Linked DNA regions of Mus musculus: all the other regions are linked to region 2. A link is a contact called in public HiChIP or PLAC-seq and promoter capture Hi-C data. All regions are on one chromosome and are shown on one strand. The core of a region is the stretch at or near the end of the contact, and the rest is flanking DNA. Distances in the headings are between cores, read along the strand shown. Region 1 overlaps Pdik1l (PDLIM1 interacting kinase 1 like). Region 2 overlaps Rps6ka1 (ribosomal protein S6 kinase polypeptide 1). Region 3 holds the start of Nr0b2 (nuclear receptor subfamily 0, group B, member 2).

Evidence for each region. Promoter capture Hi-C pulls out the DNA fragments that hold promoters and counts their contacts. HiChIP or PLAC-seq counts read pairs in DNA pulled down with a chosen protein or histone mark.
Region 1: a contact with region 2 is called in an H3K27ac HiChIP or PLAC-seq map of embryonic stem cells, with 2.3 times the contacts expected there. The contact joins two enhancer-like sites. A contact is called at or near these places in 1 of 484 Hi-C or Micro-C datasets (erythroblasts) and 5 of 115 datasets of contacts at active chromatin or transcription factors (T-cell acute lymphoblastic leukemia, embryonic stem cells, large pre-B cells and 2 more).
Region 3: a contact with region 2 is called in a promoter capture Hi-C map of embryonic stem cells, with 2.5 times the contacts expected there. The contact joins the promoter of Nr0b2 here to the enhancer-like site in region 2. A contact is called at or near these places in 4 of 39 promoter capture datasets (the 3T3-L1 cell line, embryonic stem cells, frontonasal cranial neural crest and 1 more), 1 of 15 datasets of contacts at CTCF or cohesin (large pre-B cells), 6 of 115 datasets of contacts at active chromatin or transcription factors (the HPC-7 cell line, large pre-B cells, microglia and 3 more) and 4 of 9 other capture datasets (adipose tissue, liver, macrophages and 1 more).

Annotation. Positions count from the first base shown.
Region 1 is chr4:134,272,118-134,277,000 of GRCm38.p6, reverse strand. Pdik1l (PDLIM1 interacting kinase 1 like) reads left to right here. Exons shown (of 3, transcript NM_001163794.1): 3 at 1-1,999. Among named protein-coding and RNA genes, the nearest start is that of Pdik1l, 13 kb to the left of the region's middle. Within about 2 kb of position 3,505, at least 179 of the 459 cell types and tissues checked have an H3K27ac peak or open chromatin away from gene starts, as enhancers often do. A contact at or near this core is called in embryonic stem cells, where this site is marked.
Region 2 is chr4:133,861,856-133,866,331 of GRCm38.p6, reverse strand. It overlaps Rps6ka1 (ribosomal protein S6 kinase polypeptide 1), which reads left to right. Exons shown (of 22, transcript NM_009097.5): 9 at 427-569; 10 at 901-971; 11 at 1,219-1,307; 12 at 2,262-2,326; 13 at 2,582-2,684. Among named protein-coding and RNA genes, the nearest start is that of Gm12977, 7.9 kb to the left of the region's middle. Within about 2 kb of position 1,266, at least 72 of the 459 cell types and tissues checked have an H3K27ac peak or open chromatin away from gene starts, as enhancers often do. A contact at or near this core is called in embryonic stem cells and stem cell-derived neural progenitor cells, where this site is marked.
Region 3 is chr4:133,550,543-133,555,003 of GRCm38.p6, reverse strand. Nr0b2 (nuclear receptor subfamily 0, group B, member 2) reads right to left here and starts at 1,628. Exons shown (of 2, transcript NM_011850.3): 1 at 1,039-1,628. The coding sequence starts at 1,579.

The sequences.
Region 1 (4,883 bases), core at 2,256-4,755, 410 kb before region 2:
ATTATATCCAGGTGAGGCTTTATAAGGCACTAGCTGCCCACCTCCGGTGCTGGGGTAGAACCTTGGGCCTTAGGTGTGAGGGAAGTAGCCTACCACTAACCCCACGGGGATCTTTTTAAGCGTTAAGATGCAAAAGGCAATAGACTATCAGGATATTGCCGTTATCAGCAACTCTCCTTGTCCCCTCAGTGCTTGAACCGCCATACCGTCACATTAGGTCTGGCTGTGGTTCAGTGAAGAGCGCTTGCCTGGCATGTACAAGGCTCTGGATTCAATCCCTGCCATCACAAAATCAACAGATCCATTAGTGTGTTCAGAAGGTGATAAAAGATAAACCTCACAAAAAAAATGAAATATGTAAAACGCCTAGACTGAATTAATCTGGAAGTGTAAAAACGTGAACCGAAAGGCTTTAGTTAACAAAAAAAATCTTATCAAATGAAAAAGTCACATACACATAATATCACTTGCAGACTTAGCTAAAAGAATTCTTTCAGAAATAAGAGGTAGAAATGTCCTGGATCTTCATGGTAATTGACCCTGTGGGTCACCAAGTTGACACAGATCTGACCCGTGGATTGAGTTACAAGAAATTAGAAAAAGTCTCATTATAATGGATTACCATTGACTTGGCCCTCATCAGATTGATATGTGATGTGTGCCAACAGTTCTTGGCTCTACAAATACCTGTGCACTTGAAGCTGTGGTGTCCTGAGCACATAGCTTTTGATCCTGCCTCCTTGAAAATAATGAGTAATTATCTTTTGTTTTCGTTGGTGCTGGGATCATACCCAGGGCCTTGCTTGTGCTACACAAAGGTGTTAGCACTGAGCTAAATGTCTAGCCCCAGTTATAATTTATTTTGAAAGATTTTTATCTGTGAATTAGAATTCTTTATTATCGGTAAGGGTGTGAGGTGATCAAGAAATTTCTTCCAGAACATTAAGTCCTTGTCTTCTGAAATAGCTTGTGATATCAACAAAAGGACAGGGATTTGTCTTTGTTCGTTCAGTCAGGGGTATTTATTAAGTACCTACTGTGTGCTCAGCACTTAAGTTTAGTTGATACGACAACCATTTAAGATTTGCAGTTGTAGGGGCTGGAGAGAGGATTCTACCATTAAGAGGACTTAATGCTCTTGCACAGAACTGGAACTCAGTTCCCAGCACCCATGTTGAGTGGCTCACAGCCACCTAACTCCAGCTCCCAGGGACCTAATACCCTCTTGCTTCCATGTGCACTTGCGCATGCACACTCATGCACATACACACACACACAATTTAAAGAATAAAGACAAACCATTTTTTAAAAATGGCATTTAGTCATGCACTTTCTTCAGACGCATATAAGACATAAAAGACGAGTGATACTTGGGAATTTTGGATAATTGCTAAAGGAAAAAATGCAATCAAGAAATTGTGCACAGTGCCTTGCCCATAATAGGTACTCAATAAACAGTTATCCCTCATAGTCTGTTGCCATGGTTTCTAGTGTTTTATGAAATTTGTCTTAATTGAAAAAAAAAAAGACCAAATATTTCCACTAAAGCTTATAGGCAGCTGTGTCCAGTCACTGTAGGGTTGTACAGTTAGTTCCTAGGCTATTAATTTGCACCTGTTGTCACTTAGAAACATGGGGTTCTGTAGATTCTTGGTGCTAAGGGATACTTTGTCATTCTGATGAAGTAAGTGTTAAGTGTCAGAAAAATAGCACAGAATAGTTCTTTCTGCAGGTCTGGGTTTTTGTTTTTAATTGTAAAATGTTACCAATCAAACTATTGTAGCAGCTACAAAATAATTCACCAGCATGACAAAATAGTCAAAAAAAAAAAAAAAAAGATGTCATCAGCACATCAGAAAAGAAGGCAACTTTAAAACTTTTCTTTTAAAATTGTCAAATATATTTTATGAAGAATTTATAAAGGGGGAAAGTATTGTAATTTATTGTTCATGAGGTTTTTGGTTTTTTTTTTTTTAATAAAGTGAATTTCAACAAAAAACCTTGAAAGTTCTCTTGCTACTTTGAGTTGTACAGTTCTCTAAGTGATGAGTGTGAAGTGACCTACATCCTGGAAAAGTATTTACACTTGTGGAGTAAAAAATTCTCTCCTAGAAGCGGTTGCCAAGGACCGTGATTGGATTACAAGACTGTATATCATTTCAAGTTCTCCGCAACCGTAATGCTATCTGGCTATTTTTGCTTTTTAAGAGAAGTATGTATTGTTTAAGATTCTTGTTTCGCAGGGCATGGTGGCGCATGCCTTTAATCCCAGCACTTGGGAGGCAGAGGCAGGCGAATTTCTGAGTTCGAGGCCAGCCTGGTCTACGGAGTGAGTTCCAGGACAGCCAGGGCTACACAGAGAAACCCTGTCTCGAAAAAACAAAAAACAAGAAACAAAAAACAAAAACAAAAAGACTCTTGTTTTAAAATAGGTATTTTCTGTGTGTGAATGTCTTACTTACATATGTCTGCCCACTGTGCATGCAGTGCCCAAGGAGGCTGGATAAGGTTTCAGATTCCGCTGCAACTGGAGTTCCATGTGAACCTCCTTGTAGATGCTTCAGAATTGAACCGAAGGTCCTCCAAGAGGTCTTAACCACTGAACCATCTCTCTAACCCACAGATTCTTTTTTCCATTTATCCTATTTCTATTAAATGTACTAAGTGGATGCAATTTCAATTGATAACATGAGGCAATGACTTGTAAAGAAGTAGGGTTTAGCTGAGCATGGTGGCCCATGCCTTTGATTCCAGCACTTGGGAGCCAGGCCAGGCAACTGAGAATTTTGAGCTGACCAGCTCTACATACTGAGTTCTAGGCCAGACATCAAGGAGAAACCTCAGGGGGAAAAATTGCCATTGCCAGCCCAGTTTCTTTTGTAAAATGTATGGTTGCCTCAGCATACAATCTCCTGAGTAGCAGTGGAAAAGCTGAGGGACAGGAAGCAAGCCCCTGGCCTGCCTCCTACAGCAGCTAGAGCCTCTGAAAACAGATTTTGCACCTGATTATCTTTTTTAAAATTCAATTTTAAGCCCGAGGAGAGGCAGGCAGATCTCTGAGTTCAAGGCCAGCCTGGTCTACAGAGTGAGTTCCAGGACAGCCAGGGCTACTCAGAGACTCCTATCTCAGGATAGGAGGAAAATTAGAATTCAATTTCTACTGATAAATTTGCAGCTATCAACACTTTTGCAGTTTACAAAGCACCACCATATGCTGTTCATTCTTTTCATATCTTTTACTGGAAGTAGGAGCTGATTCCTGGTTTAGAACTGAAGGTAGAAACAGCAGGTGATGTCGGTCTCACCCCAGGACCATGACACCACCTAATCTCTGCCTCCAGTTGGCGGTCCTCTCACGGCAAAACTTTATCTTTCCAGCGGAAGGAGCCGGCCTTGTTTTGGCCTTCCTTTAAATTCAAATGTTGCTGTCTTGATCAGCCAATCAGACGATTTCTAAAGTGCTCCGCGAAACGACGGTTTGTGGGTAGAAAGTAACTCCGGTCTGAAAAAGCCTACAGAGGCCACACCTCTAGAAGGTGAAACGCGTTTTTTAAAGGTGGTACTTCCACCTAGGCAAAGAGTTTCCATTGGTTAGAAGTGAATTGCTTGAGAGAGAGAGAGAAAGAGAAAGAAGAAGGAGAGAGAGAGAAAGAAGAACGAGAGAGAGAGAGAAAGGAGAGAGAGAGAGAGAGAAAGAAGAAGAGGAGGGAAGGGAGGGGAGGGGAGGGGAGGGGAGAGGAGGGGAGGGGAGGGGAGGGAGTAGCCCTGGGCTTTGAAATTTTCTTCTCCTGTTCAACCTGGTATTTCAAGCTTAACCTGTTTTGAGCCGAAGTTAAGCAATTTGGTATTACTGAAGCTGTTGTGGTCTAGCACGCGAAAGATCCGGTATGGAAGAGTAACTTTTGCAAATAGCCACCTAAGTAAAATGTGTCCTTCCATAAATGGTCATCCATTCATTTGAGCCTCAGTTCCCATAGCTGCCAAATGAAAACGATAATTACATCTCATTGCATGTCGAGTTCGTCATCTTTGCTCGTGTCTTTGAAGTTTCTAAGAGAGCAGAGTTCTGGTCAGCCAGGGCTGCATAGTGTGACCCTTTCCCATAAAACAAGAACAACGACGTCATCAAAACACACCGCAAGGATTCCCGTGAGAGGAGGAAGGAAAGAATCACTGAGCCCTCTCCAGATATAGCTTTGATTGTCCCCACCTTGGCAGAATCTGGTGAAGGCACTGCCTGCTTTCCTCAGGAAAATGTTTGCCTATAATGTCAAGGGAGTACAAATATCAGGAGTCCATTGTCATGGACCCTAAGTTGAGGGATCCTGTGTTGGGGTGCCCAGCATGCCTCTGCTAGCACGCCTAACTTAAAGAGGCCATGCACCCAGGGATTCTAGTGAACCCACATGATTTTGGTTTTTGCCTTAGGTGACATTGTGTCAACTCAGCAAACTGCAGGTGACTTTTCAGTTCTAGGCATCACTCCCTGGTCCTCACAGGTGCAAGGCAAGTGCTCCTGATTTTAACACATACAATTTTTATACTTCAGATATATTATTGTACTTCAATTTGAAAAAAAAATTCTTTTTTGAGAGAGGGTTTTTTTTACTCTAGACTGACTTCAAACTAGGTATCTGAAAATAACCTTGAATTCCTGATTCTCCTGCCTCTACCTTCCAAGGGCATGGGTTATAGGTGTGCACCACCACATCTCATTTGTGCGTTGCTGAAGACTGAACCCAAGGCCTCCTGCCTGCGAGTCAAACACTCTACCAACTGAGCCATATCCCTTAGATAACACACATGAGGCCGGGACTCTGGCTCAGTGGCGGAACACATGTTAGCATGCCGAAGCCATGGCTTCCTTCCCCCAAATCATACAC
Region 2 (4,476 bases), core at 17-2,516:
CTGGGGAGGATAACCAGGCTCTGTCTGATAGGTCTCAGCTGATGGCTGTGTTTCCTGGGAGACGATGCCAGTTACATACATGCCAAAAACCTAGGCCTTGTTACTTAGTTATTTTTTGTGTGTGTATGGGAGTTTTGCCTATATTTGTATCTGTACCTCATGCATGTGTTGCCCAAAGAGGCTAGAGTTGCCTGCACCTGGTTGTTAACCATCGTGTGGGAGCTGGGAATGGAACCTGGGTTGTCTGGAAGAACAGCCAATATTCTTAACTGCTGAGCCATCTCTCGAGGCTCCCTAGGTCTCAGAGCAGACTGAGCTCTCACTGACAACCTTGGTGATACCTGGCTCCGGTCAGAGGAGCTAAGTGTGGTAGCCGTGGGCGTGGCAGGGATCCTAGAAGTGACTTCTCTGCCCTCCATGCTGCAGACTTTGGCCTGAGCAAGGAGGCCATAGACCATGAGAAGAAGGCTTACTCCTTCTGCGGGACAGTGGAGTACATGGCGCCCGAGGTTGTCAACCGCCAGGGTCACACCCACAGTGCAGACTGGTGGTCCTATGGGGTGCTGATGGTGAGTGTCCGGGCTCTGCTGCACACTGTTGTACTTTGTTTCCCTCGAAGAGCCGCGGGCTTTAGTCCACCTGCCTGAAGTACCACCCCTCACCTAACTTGGGAACTCTCCTCTGCTTCCTTCCTCTGGCTTTAGTGCTGCTCCTGGGTTCTAGGTTGGGAGGGGGGCAGAGGCAGGCACAGGCCTTGCTGCAGCTAGACTTAGACTGTAAAGTCTTAACAGGCCAGCAAGAATCCCCGGACTGCAGCAGGGTAGCCCGGGAAGGAGGGGGAGGGATGTGTGGGAGACAGAGAACAAGGCCACACCTATATGTTTCCTTTTCCCCCCGAAGTTTGAGATGCTGACGGGCTCCCTGCCCTTCCAGGGGAAGGACCGGAAGGAGACCATGACCTTGATTTTGAAGTAAGCACCAACACTGCCTGGCCCTCCAAGTTCTCCCTAATCCCACCCCAGTTGCAGGGCCAGTGAATTGCTTTTTCCCTGTCTGCAGACCCTTGCTGTCTGCCAGGGCCAGTGGGAAGTGTTCTTAATGTCTCTGGGAGGTGAGTTAGTGGCTGGCTTCTCTGGACTGAGCTGGAAAAGAGAAAGGGAAGGGGCTCTGGGACTCCTGGGTGGGGCTCAGCCCTGATGAGACCTGTGGCTGTTCCAGGGCGAAGCTAGGCATGCCCCAGTTTCTGAGCACGGAAGCCCAGAGCCTCCTGCGGGCCCTGTTCAAGAGGAATCCTGCCAATCGGCTTGGTAAGCAACCCCAGCTCAGAGGAGGGGACATGGCGGTGAGGATCAGGGTACAGCTGCAGCCTAGGCCACGGGGCCACATCTAGGACTGAAAGGAGCTGTTGTCCTTTGTGTGAGCAGACAATGCTGCTGGCCACCCTATTTTCTGGTTCCATGTATGGTGCTGGGAGGGTGACCTGTGTGGGGGGAAGGCAGGAACTGAGTCATTCATACCCCCTCAGGGACAAGGACACAGGCCCCCACACAGCTTCTCTGCCAAGGTTGCTGGCTCAAGGGAAGGCGCAGGAGCTTAGGAGCGAGAAAGGTCTCAGGCCTAGCTGTGTCTGTCCCCGCTGCCCGGCACCCAGCAGTACTGTAAACATTTGCTGAGGGATTGAATACGGTTTATGAGCCTGCGCTATGGCAGGGGACCCCACCTTTCCGAGCCCCAGGTTCCTGTGTCAGTGGAGACACTGATTCTGCCCTGGCTCCCGGGGATCTTTGATGAGAGAAGGACATTCCTGTTGTTCAGTGAAGTATACAGTATTTGCCGAGGTTTTTGGATGCTGGCTTTATCTGGATCACAACCAGCTAAGGTCCAGTCCAGGTCCCTGGGTTGAATCGAATGAGCGTTTGTCTCAGGGATAAAGACGAGAGGCAGTAGGAAAAGAAGGGCAGAGAGGAGGGGGGCCTGTGGCGGGAGTGGATGAAGGCCCTTGTTAGATCTCAAAAGAAGTCAGTCCAGCTTCTGTCAGGATTAATGCTTGGACAGGCTTCCCGTCCTGCCTGGCCCCTCCTTCCTCAGTACACCAGCAGAAGCTCCGTAACATAGGAAATACTGAGCGGGCTCCAGGCTTCAGGGTAGTGGGTACTGACGCAGGACATGGTGAACCCCTGCTGCCCTCCACGGTAGCAGCTGGTCCAGAGCCTGGAAGACAGAATGGGTGTCTGAGGTTGGCTTCATTTGGCTTCTTTCAGGCTCGGGCCCTGATGGGGCAGAGGAAATTAAGAGACATATCTTCTACTCCACCATTGACTGGAATGTGAGTGCCCGTGCCTGTGCCCTGTGATGGACGCAGGAAGGGTGGGGGAGGGGCCCCTGCCAACCGTGGCCTCAGCTGTGGGAGGTAGAAGGTGAGCAGCCCTTAACATGCCCTTGGAGGGGTGACTTCACGCCCTTGAAGGCTGCTCTCCCTTGCTGTTATCCACTGAGCAGCATAGCTTCTACTCTTCCTGTCGGGGCTGCTAGCAGGCTGTGGGGTCACCATGGTGACCAGAGCATATACCCCACCTTACAGAAGCTCTACCGGCGTGAGATCAAGCCCCCTTTCAAGCCGGCTGTGGCCCAGCCCGACGACACCTTCTACTTTGATACCGAGTTCACGTCACGCACACCCAGGGGTACGTTCCTGACCTGACTTGTCTGTCTTGGGCTGGGTAGCAGATCTTTGGGGAACCCTGGGCTACAGAGGTGATCGAGGATTCTGGAAGCCCAGGTGTGTGGGTAGATAGGCAGTATCTGGCCCCGTGGGCTTCATGCTCCATCCTGACTTCATGCGACCCGACTACTTCCATGGGCTTCTGTGGGCTGCTTTGTTTCTCGGTGAGGGACTGAAGTGTGGGGGTGGTTTAGGCCACAACAGGAAAGTCAGGACCCCCTGCCCCAGGCATCTTCCAGCCCACTGGGACCACTAAACACACAAGGCCTGCACTTGCATCAGACATGAGGAATCTGACCGGGCAGACCTGTGATGGAGAGGCCTCGGCAGAGCAGAGGAGACGGTGCCCACAGGCTGGATGAGCTGGGAAACCTGACGTCCAGCCAGATACTGCCAGTGGGTGGGGAGGTGTGTGTTAGTTCTGAGGTGTCTTTTTTTTTTTTTTTTAATTTATTTACTTATTTTATGTAAGTACATTGTAGCTGTCTTCAGGCACTCCAGAAGAGGGAGTCAGATCTCATTACGAATGGTTGTGAGCCACCATGTGGTTGCTGGGATTTGAACTCCGGACCTTCGGAAGAGCAGTCGGGTGCTCTTACCCACTGAGCCATCTCACCAGCCCCTGAGGTGTCTTCTTAGAGGGTGATCGTTCCCTCTGTGTAACTTGCACACCATTGTTGACTGGAAGCGCATCACTTCACAGCTGTCTTGTCTTCCCCTTATTTATCTGCCAAGTCCATACCAGGTCCCCGCTCTATGCCAGCCGTAGTGAGAATGGTGGATTGTGAACCAGACAGAACCATGTAGCTCAGGTGTCAGTGGGAAGGATTATAGAGGGTCAGAGGAGCGACATCATCAGGTAGCCTTCTCAGGGAAAGGAAGGTAGCTAAGACTTGAATGATGGACAAGGAGTGGCTTATCTAATCCAGGAGAACGGCGTGTGTAGCGACACCGAGACACTCTTGAGTGTGTGGAGTTCATCGGGACTGAGTTCCCAAAGGGGAGGAACGAGGCTGAGGCCACGTGGATCTCACTTGCCAGACTTGGGGGTGGGGGTGGGGTGAGCAGTCCCTTGATGAGTGTAGAACACAGGTGGCCCCAGACTTCTTGGTTGGAACTGTCCCTCTAGCTGTGCTGAGAATAGGCCTAAGAAGGGGATGGACCTGAGGTGGGGAGGGTGGGAAGAGGTATCCTGGGCCTGGCCTGAGCAGGAGGCTGGGTGTGGGGCTCTTACAGTCTTCACGTGACAGGTCTGGACCAGTCTAAGCACGTGTTGGTTTGCTTATATTGTGTTTGTTAATTGATTATTTGGAGTTTTTAAGACAGGATTTCTTTCTGTGGCTCAGGCTGGCTTAGAACTCTCTGTGTAACCCAGTCTGGCCTCCATCTGGAGCAATCCTGACTCTGCCTGCTGAGGGCTGAGATTGCAGGCACGTGCCGTCATGCACAGCTACACATTCATTTAGTATGTGGATGAAAAATGAAGTCAGAGGAGACCATGGCTCCTCCCAAAGCACAGAGGGGGTTTTTATTGTAGATACAGGGGAGAAGGCAGGCAGAGGGAAGAGTTCTGATGGAACATGGCCGGCAGACTAAACTGGACCACGGTAGGGGGGGAAACAAGAGAGGGGCCGGTGACCAAGAGGGGTGGCCTGGGTCAAGAGACCAGAGTAGCCAAAATAGTTGAGTTATTTATCAGGCTGAGGAAAGAGAAGAGGAAGCCCAGTACTGGGAGGGAGAGGTTTAGGCTGAGG
Region 3 (4,461 bases), core at 379-2,878, 310 kb after region 2:
TGCCTCTGCCTACCAATGCTGGAATTAAAGGTATGTGTTATCATCACTTGGCTAAATAAATCTTAAAACCAAAAACCAAGCCAAACTAAAATAAAACAAAGCAAAAACTCAGACAAAACAAAACAAAAAACAACCAAGCAACCAACAAACAAAACCAGCACCAAGCTGCCTGGGTTTGAACGTCGGGGCTGCCCCTTATTAGCTGAGTGACCTTGGATATGCAGTTTAATCTTTCTGAGTGACCTTTGTTAAATGAGTACTTTAATCTTTGTGCTTCCGTTTCTTCATCTGTCCAGTGGGGCTAATGACAGCGCCTGTTACCCACACTTGTTATGAGGTTTAACCAAACTGATATTTTAAAAAGCCCTTTGAGTGAGTCCTACCATATGGTGAATGCAACGGGGCTATGGGACTGCTACTGCTATGTGACATGTTTTAACTATCAAGGCCTGTCTCTTGTCTTCCTCAAAGCTATGAGGACTATTCTCCCATCCCAGGCCAACTTGGTCTATATAGTGAGTTCTAGGCTACCCAGAGCGACATGGTGAGACTCTCTCTCAGTTCTCCCCATCACTCCACCTCTCTTCTCCTGGCTTGACTTCACAAGGAGTGCCCCACTCCCAAACCCTCTTTCTCCTTCTGAGTGGCCTCTCTGAACCCTTTAGAGCCTCACTATGTAGCCTGACCCTGAAGATATGGCTATCATGCAGCTGTGTCTGCTGCCACCCCCTCTGGCACCCTCTCTACCCACCCACTCTCCCTAAGATTCAAGCCACATTTCTCAGGCACGGTGGCAAAGAGCAGTCTCTGCACTAGCTTGGCCTGCCTTCTGCCTTCCCAGCCCTCCTCTGCCTCTGCCTTGCTATGTGGCCTTCGGATAGTTGCTTAACCTCTTTGTGCCTCTCCTATGAGCCATCTATTTGAGGCTCACAAGGACCCAATGATACAATGGGTGTCAAGCCCCAAGAAAGCACTTTCCTTGGATGGGCCCCATCCCCTCCCACCTTGACCACCATCCAGGAGTGTCTGGAAGCTCACCTGGGTTGAAGAGGATCGTGCCCTTCAGGTACGCATACTCCTTGGGACCCAGCTCAAGGCTCCAGAAAGACTCCAGGCAGCGCTGCAGCCACTGAACTGCAGCCAGTGAGGGTTGTGGCCGGTCTGATGGCTGGGCACCCTGGGTACCGCTGCTGGCTTCCTCTAGCAGGATCTTCTTAAGTATACTGGGCACCGGAGCCTCAGCCACCTCGAAGGTCACAGCATCCTGGGCCAACCCCAGCAGGAAGAGAGGGCCCCAGCAGCACTCTAGCAGCCGCCGCTGATCCTCATGGGGCAGGTGGCAGAAGGACGGCAGGTTCCTGAGGAAGGCTACTGTCTTGGCTAGGACATCCAAGGCCTCCCTGCAGGTGCGGTGCGGAGCACACAGACGCACAGGCCGCTGCTGCTGGCACAGGCAGTGGCTGTGAGATGCAGGTGCAACGGGCCTGGTCCTGGGGCTGGGGCTCAGAAGTGCATACAGAATAGTCGGACGACCTGCAGAGCCCTGGCATGGGCAGACCCCTGACTGGCCGGAGCTCATGGTTAGTATCTTGTTCCTGTTTCTTCCCAGCTATCTGGCCCTCTCTCTCTCTCTCTCTACTGTGAGTGCTATTTATATCCTTGATGGGCGGGAAGGGGACTGGCCAAACAACCTTGACTCCAGAAGTCATGTTCATTGAAAGGAAAAAAAAAAAAAAAACCATACACACACACAATGCATACACGCTGACCCTGGCAGGACTGATGGGGAAGTGGTGGGGGAGGGGCACTGGAAGCTCCACGTGGCCTTGCTATCACTTTAGTCAATGAAGTGGCCATTGCAGGGCACAGGGCCACCTGCCCACTGCCTGGATGCCCTTTATCGGATGACTCAAGTGCATAAACAGGGTCATTAACCCAGGCTGTACCAGGGCACCAAGGTCTCAGGCGCTCAACCAGCCAGTGCCTGGGACTGCTGTTTCTATTGATGCCCATTTCCATGCACATAAGACCAGGGTTCTCACTGAGCCAAGGAGCCAGCCAGGAAGCTGGCTAAAGCCTTGAATACATGACCCAGCCTGGAAGTGGCTTATCGCTGCTGTGTTTGCCTAACCTTGGGGCTCTCTACTGTTGTTGGTAAGGAACGGGCCACAGGGAAGGGAGCCAGGTCCCTGGGGGACTTTGCTCACTGTACAGTCTCGGAGGCCGCCCTTCTGGGACTCCAATCCAGGGGCCTCTGTGGGAGGAAGATCATTCAGAGCCCCTTCCCCCAAGTCAGCATTCCTATAGCGTCAGAGAGGCTGGGTCTGCCCTTGCAAAACCGTGGGAATACATGGTCGACATTTACTAAGGACCCTGCTTTGTTGTGGGTCCCTTTCCATTGTAACCCTGAAGACTTTCCAATGAGACTACATTCTTACTCTGTGACACTCCAAGAAGTGAAGTGACCTACTCAAAGTCACTCCAACGGGAAGGGATGGAGCACAGGTGTGTCGGACCTCAAAGTAATCTTTGTTTGTCCCCTTGGATCAATTCTGCAGCCAAAGTGTGAGTTTCTCAGAACTGGTGGCTAACAGGCACCCCGCCCCCCCCCCAACCTGGTCTGCAAGTATGGCCCACCTACAGTATGGGTAGAACCACATCTCTGCTAGCACATGGCTCCTCTGTCCTGGACATTTGTCTCTAGTGGTCAGAGGTAAGGGACAAAGGACATGGGAGGGCCTCAGTTGTGTCTGGTTCCTGACCTTGGCTAGCCTTGCCTAGCAGGCTCCCTGTTGCCACAGTCTTGGGCAACCTGGTGCTGTGGATAAAGAGGTCTGGCATCCTCTGCCCTGGCACCTGGTTTAGGCTCCATGCTTCCCAGTTCTAGTGTGTGACTGTCAGCTTGTCTCCAGTGGTCAGGGAGCCTTTATCTCTCTCCCTTTTTTAAAAATTTTTTTTTCCAGCCAGGGTTTCTCTGGGTAGCTCTGGCTGTCCTAAGAAATTGCTCTGTAGATCAGGTTGGCTTCAAATGCCTGCTTCTGCCTCCCTAGTACTTGAGTTAAAGGCTTGTGCCAATCCCCACCACCCAGCTGAGTCTCAGCTGAGACTGTAAGGTCTTCCTGTGGTGCTGATGTGAGGATAGAGCAAAGCCCTGCAGAGACTATGAGACTGGCACCTGACTGTCTTCATCCCCAATGACAAGCAGGCACACTGCTTTCACTATAGCATATACCCTCAGCCCAGGCCTCTGCTGGAAGAGAGCAGACGGTCCCTGATGGAAAGGAGCAGTCACGGTGAGAGAACAAACAGAGCTCACGGACTGATGGGGCTCAGTGGGCTGCTTGCACCTTGTCCTGAGAACTGGCACAGGAAGGATGATGCTTTTTGCTCTTCCTCTCATCATTGCTTGTTTTGTTTGTAATGTCGCGCTTGTAGCCCAGGCTAGCCTTACATTTGCACTGCAATGTCTCAACCTCCCAAGTGCTAGGGTTGCAAGTCTGAGATATCCCACCTGCTCGCTGGGTGGCTGCTGCTGCTTTTAATTTATTGAATATGATGACCAAATGCAAAAATAAAAGGGTTTTGTGTGTGTGTGTGTGTGTGTGTGTGTGTGTGTGTGTGTGTATGAAATGAAGTTAGTTCTCCCCTCCACATTTCTGTGGGCTCCAGGGATCAAACTTGGGCAGCCAGGCTTGTCCAGGAGAAATGCCTTTGTCTGTTGACCCACCTCTCTCTCTCTCTCTCTCTCTCTCTCTCTCTGTCTCTCTCATTTTTTTTTTTTACAAAGTTTGGGTTTTGAGTTGGGGGTTTCAAGTATTCCAGCTTCTCCTTGAAAATGCTATGTAGCCAAGGCAAACCTTTAAATCTTGGATCCTGCTGCCTTCTCCTCCTGGGTACTGAGATAGCAGCTGTGGACCATTCAGCATCCATCACACATTCAGCAGTAAGGATGTCCTTCTCCTCCCTCTCCTTTTTCTTCTCCCTCCTCCTCTTCCTCTTCTTTTGCAGCACTCGAGTTTTGCTTGTGTTAGATTATTACTCCACTGTATGTATGTGCAGCAAGTGCATGCTTGATGCCCAAGGAATCAGAAGAGGGTTCCAGATGCCACAGAACTAAAGTTACACATTGTAAGCCACCCTGTGGGTGCTAGGAACCAAACTTGGGTCCTCTGTAAAAGCAATAAATGCAAAATGCAGTCACTCAGTGTCTTAGTCGGGGTTTCTATTCCTGCACAGACATCATGACCAAGAAGCAAGTTGGGGAGGAAAGGGTTTATTCAGCGTACACTTCCATACTGCTGTTCATCACCAAAGGAAGTCAGGACTGGAACTCAAGCAGGTCAGGAAGCAGGAGCTGATGCAGAGGCCATGGAGGGATGCTCCTTACTGGCTTGCCTCCCCTGGCTTGCTCAGCTTGCTTTTCTATAGAACCCAAGACTACCAGCCCAGAGATGGCACCAC